Linked DNA regions of Sus scrofa: region 1 is linked to region 2. Evidence: chromatin contacts called from public HiChIP or PLAC-seq data. All regions are on one chromosome and are shown on one strand. Each heading gives the region's core, a stretch centred on a gene start, on an enhancer-like site or on the middle of the called end of the contact. The rest is flanking DNA. Distances are from core to core; before and after follow the strand shown.

The links. HiChIP or PLAC-seq counts read pairs in DNA pulled down with a chosen protein or histone mark.
Region 1: a contact with region 2 is called in an H3K27ac HiChIP or PLAC-seq map of alveolar macrophages. The contact joins two enhancer-like sites. A contact is called at or near these places in 2 of 2 datasets of contacts at active chromatin or transcription factors (alveolar macrophages and skeletal muscle).

The regions. Positions count from the first base shown.
Region 1 is chr15:64,728,264-64,730,963 of Sscrofa11.1, forward strand. All of the region lies in intron 1 of LOC102166560 (a long non-coding RNA gene), which reads left to right. Among named protein-coding and RNA genes, the nearest start is that of ACVR1, 160 kb to the right of the region's middle. Within about 2 kb of position 1,283, at least 1 of the 83 cell types and tissues checked has an H3K27ac peak or open chromatin away from gene starts, as enhancers often do. A contact at or near this core is called in alveolar macrophages, where this site is marked.
Region 2 is chr15:64,359,256-64,361,955 of Sscrofa11.1, forward strand. It overlaps CYTIP (cytohesin-interacting protein), which reads right to left. Exons shown (of 9, transcript XM_021074749.1): 8 at 9-75. Among named protein-coding and RNA genes, the nearest start is that of CYTIP, 61 kb to the right of the region's middle. Within about 2 kb of position 1,351, at least 26 of the 83 cell types and tissues checked have an H3K27ac peak or open chromatin away from gene starts, as enhancers often do. A contact at or near this core is called in alveolar macrophages, where this site is marked.

The sequences.
Region 1 (2,700 bases), core at 33-2,532, 370 kb after region 2:
TTTGTGTCTCTTTGGGGGCTAGAAGTATCATACTGCTTTTTAATTATTATTTTAGCTTTATGATATAGCTTGGAATCAGCAACTGTGATGCCTCTCTCTTTGTTTTTCTCTCCCCGGATTGCTTTGGTTATTCAAAATCTATTCTGGTTCCATATAAATTTTAGGTGTTTTTTTGTTTGTTTGTTTGTTTGTTTGTTTTTTGCTTTTTAGGGCTCCACCCATGGCATATGGGGGTTCCCAGGCTAGCTGTCCAGTTGGAGCTACAGCTGCCAGCCTACACCACAGCAGCACAGGATCTGAGCTGCACCTGTGACCCACACCACGGCTCGTGGCAACGCTGGATCCTTAACCCACTGAGCAAGGCCAGGGATCAAACCTGCACCTTCATGGATCCTGCTTGGGCTTGTTAACCACTGAGCCATGAAGAGAACTCCCAAGATTTTTCTATTTTTGTAAGAATGCTATTTAATCTTGGTACTACACTGGATCTATAGATGGCTTTGGGTAGCATGGACGTTTTAATAACATTAATTCTACCAGCCCATAAACACAAGATACATTTATCTTGTCTTTTCTTCTATTTTTCATTAATGTCTCATAGTTTTCTTTCTTAAATTTTTTAATAAATATTTTGTTTTTGATGCTATCATAAATGACTTCATTTTATTTAGATAATTTATTAACATATATAAAAACTATTGATTTTAATGTAATTTTGTATCCACATTTTCCTGAATTTTTATTAGTTTTTTCTTAAAGTTTTATCAAGCTGTAATTAACATATAACATAATGATTTGATTTACATCATGAAATGATGATCACAATAATTTAGTGATCACCTGTCATCTCATATAGATACAAAATTAAAGTAGTGGAATTTTTTTTTTCTTGAACTCTTAGGATATACTCTCTTAACAACTTTTGTATATAATATACCCCAATGTTAATTATATTTATTGTGCTGTACATTACATACCTAGTATTTATTTATCTTATAGCTGAGTCTGTACCTTTTGAATGCCTTTATCCCATTTCTCCCTTCTCCCATCCCCTGCCTGTGTTAACCACAAATCTGTTTTCTTTTTCCTAAAATTGTTTCTTTTTTGAAGTATAATTGATCTACAACATTAGTTCCTATTAAACAACATAGTAATTCAGTATTTCTACACATTTTCAAATGATCAACATCACCATACAAAAATACCTAGTTAATAACTATATTTCCCATGCTGTGTATTTCATACTGTGACTCATCTATTTTGCAACTGTAAAGTTTGTATGTCTAATCTCCCTTACGTATTTCTTTCCTCCTCCAACCCCCTCCTCTCTAGCAACCACTTGTTTGTTCTCTGTATCTGTGACTATTTCTGTTTTATTGTATTTGTTGTTGTTTGGTTGTTTTTTTTTTTTTTGATTTCACATAGATGTGAAATCATTCAGTATTTGTGAATTAGACTTAATGGCTTTTCAGTGGAGTACTTAGGGTTATCTACATGGGAAATCATGTCATCTGCAAATAGAGACAATTTTACTTCTTTCTTTCCAATTTGTATGTCTTTTATTTCTTCTTTTTGCCCAATGCTCTGGCTAGGACTTCTAGTTCTATGTTGAATAAAAGTATTAAGAGTGAGCATCCTCCTCTCATTGTTGATTGCAGAAGAATAGGTGTCAGCCATTTCACCATTGAGTTTGATGTTAGCTGTAGGCTTGTTGTATATGGCCTTTATCATTTGAGGTAGTTCCTCCGATACCTAAATTGTTAAGAGTTTTTATCATGAACAGATGTTGAATTTTGTCACAATGTGTATATTTCTATATCTATTGAAATTGTTTTTTTCTTTCACTCTGTTAATGTTTTGGATCACATTGATAGGCATATATTGACTCATCTGTGCATCCTAGGGATAAATCCCACTTGATCTTTTTTAATGTGCTACCAAATTCAGTTTGCTAGTGTTTTATTGAAAATTTTGTGTACTTAATATTCATCGAGGACATTGGCCTGCATTTTTTTTTTTTTTTTTTTGTAGTATCCTTTTCCGTCTGGGTAATGCTGGCCATGTAAAATGAGTTTGGGAATGTTTCCATCTCCTAAGGTTTTGGGGGGGGTTGTTTTTTCCTTTGTTTTTGAAAGAGATTGAGATGGACTGTTGATAGTTCTCCTTTAAATGTTTAGTATACTTCACCAGTGAAACCATCTGGTGCTGAGCTTTTCTTTTTGGGGTGAGTTTATTTTTCATCAAGTCTCCTTGCTAGAAATTGATCTCTTGATTTTCTATTTTTTTTTTCTGATTCAATCTTGTTAGATTTTATGTTCCTAATAGTTTTTCATTTATTCTAGGTTGTCCAGCTTGTTGATGTGTGGTTGTTCATAGCAGCTTCTTTTAATCGTTTTGTATTTCTGTATTGTCAGCTATAATATCTTCTATTTGATTTATAATACTGTTGGTTTGAGTCCTTTCTACTTTTCCTTGGTTAGTATAGCTAAGGTTAGTCAATTTTGCTTATCTTTTCAAAGAAACACTCTTAGCTTTATTCATCTTTTCTATTGTTTTCCTGTTCTTTATTTATTTTTGCTCTAACCTTTTTTATTTCCTTCCTTCTGCTAACTTTGGGCTATTTGTGCTCCTCTTTTTCTAGAACCTTGGGGCATAGGGTTACATTGAGATCTCTAAAGATCTGAGGTTTTTCATTTCTTT
Region 2 (2,700 bases), core at 101-2,600:
ACATTTACCATGAAGCAGGCGCTGTTCCTGTAACTGTAGAGATCTGAACTCCACCCATTTTTTCTTCAAGGTTTGCTGAGAAAGGAGAAAAAAAAAGTACTAATTATTAGGAAACCCCAGCAAGTATAGCAATTTATTTCTGGGTGTTGCGATTTGTCATTATTTTTTTTTTTCATTTCTTTCTAGCATTAACAAATCCCTCCCATTTATTTAAAGGATTTATATATATATATAAAGGGGAATATTTGAAATGCTAATTTCTCATGAAATAATCTAGTAGCACCAACAAGTTGAAGCAATTACATCATTTTAATAGAAATAGCAGGTAGTAAAAGACCATGACATTTATATATTCTTTATTTAAAAATATTATAGCATCAGGTTTGTTCTTGGGTTTGTGTCCATTTACTAACTGTTTTGCTAAGGCCTCACACTCTAGGCTTCTCCCATCTCTAAGATGAGAACAGAAGAATCTAAACCCCAGGACAGTCATGAGGATTAAATGCATTAGCAGATATAAAATGGTTAGAATGTTGGAACAGAGACTAGAGCTCAGTAAATGTTCAAAAAATACCATCACCATTTTGAATGGATAAAGAAGATGTGGTATATATACACAATGAAATGTTACTCAGCCATAAAAAAGAATGAAATAACGCCATTTGCAGCAACATGGACGGACCTAAAGATTATCATACTAAGTCAATCAGACAGAAAAAGACAAATACCATATGACATCACTTATGTGCAGAATCTAAAAAATGGTACAAATGAACTTATTTATAAAACAGAAAAAGACTCACAGCCATAGAAAACAAACTTACAGTTACCAAAGGGGAAGGCAGGGGGGATAAATGAGGAGTTTGGGATTAGCAGATACAAACTACTATATATAAAATAATAAACAACCAGGACCTACTGTATAACACAAAGAACTATATTTTATTAAATATAACCTATAATGGAAAAGAATTTTAAAAAGAATCTATATCTATCCACCTACCTTTCTATGCATCTACATGTATATGTATAACTGAATCACTTTGCTGTGTACCAGAAACTAACACAACCTTGTAAATCAACTATACTTCAATTGAAAAAAACAAAGAAACAAACTACCATCATCATTCTATAAGTCTGGGGCACCAAAACAGTCTATTGTGCTTGGTATCTATTCATTCTATACCCAAAGGGGAAGACACAATGACCAGCTCTAAAAGGCTTCCTTGGAGAGCTAAACTTAGAACGTTGTGAGCACCCTGACTTCTGAACTGCTTCCTTCCTCAGCTGCCTCATGTGTGAGAGCAGTGGCCCAGGATACAACTATAATATAAGGCCCAGGGCACAAATGTCATGTGAGGGCAACTGCTGTAATGGTCACAACAGCATGTGAGGCCTGGCCTGGCACACAGACAGACCAGCCACGTCGATGGGAATCGAAAGCAAGCCAGGAAGAAGGCAGCTGACCCGGCACAAAGGCTCCTTCTCCCTCCCACCCCTTGTTCAAGACTCTACCCCTTCCTTTGCCATTTCAGGTCCCCACAGTGAACCGGCAGGCAGGCAGAGCTCAGATTTGCCTGTGGACACTTATCCCAAAGGAAAGGCAGCCTCGTTGGAGACAAGCAGTCCTTTGTACAAAGCAAACTGGTAGGGGCAGATGAAGGCTAAAATGAAAAAGAAAAAAAAAGTACATTTGGAAGAGGAAGATGAAGGAAAGAAAGTATTACAAAGACTGTCATTAGGAATTCCCGTTGTGGCGTGGTGGAAAGGAATACGACTAGGTACCGTAAGGATGCATGTTCGATCCCTGGCCTCACTCAGTGGGTTAAGGATCAGGCAGTGTTGTGAGCTGTGGTATAGGTCATAGACGTAGCTTGGATCCTGTGTTGCTGTGGCTGTGGTGTAGGCTAGCCTACAGCTCCAATTTGACCCCTAGCCTGGGAACCTCCATATGCCCCAGATGTAGCCCTAAAAAGCAAAATAAATAAATAAATAATGTCATAAAATGGCTGAAATGGCTGGTTCCTCAGTTCAGGGATTGAATAATCACCCGGTCAGATTTTCTAAGCCTTGATAACAGTAACAGCAGCAATCCTGATGCTTGTCAATATAATATGCAATCAATAAATCAAAGCAATACCTGGCTATTAATATCTCACTCTTTCTATATTATAATAAGTCTACCTGAGTATCAGATTGTTGGGCTACCTTATTCACAGCTCTTGTTACCTATGTAAATCAGTGGTTTTATGAAGGTCTGAGTTAGGAAACCAGGAAGTGCAGAACTAGCAAGGATCTGGCATAGACACCAAGCCCTTTTTTTTTTTTTCTGAAGAGGTTTATCTCTTTTAAGAAAATAGAGTCCAGTTGGGGAGCATAAGGATAGATCGACAGTCAAAACTAAATATAGAGAGAAGAAGAAGTTGTATTTCTGCACTTACTTTCCAGAAATATGAAGTCAGGCCTTGCCAAATAGTTTTTGTGAAAATAAAAGTTTTAAAATATCTAATCTGTTGATTTGGCCCAGTCATCTAAGTACGTCGTCACTTAAACTAAGAAAATACCAGGGTAAAGAGCAGATGTGTCAGAGTGACTAAGAGCTTCCCTATTTTCCTCAGAGTCTGTTTCTGCCTATTATTAACATCAAAGCTGTGTATTTGGGCAAATCTAACCTCTTACTATTAGAAGAAGATAAAGCAG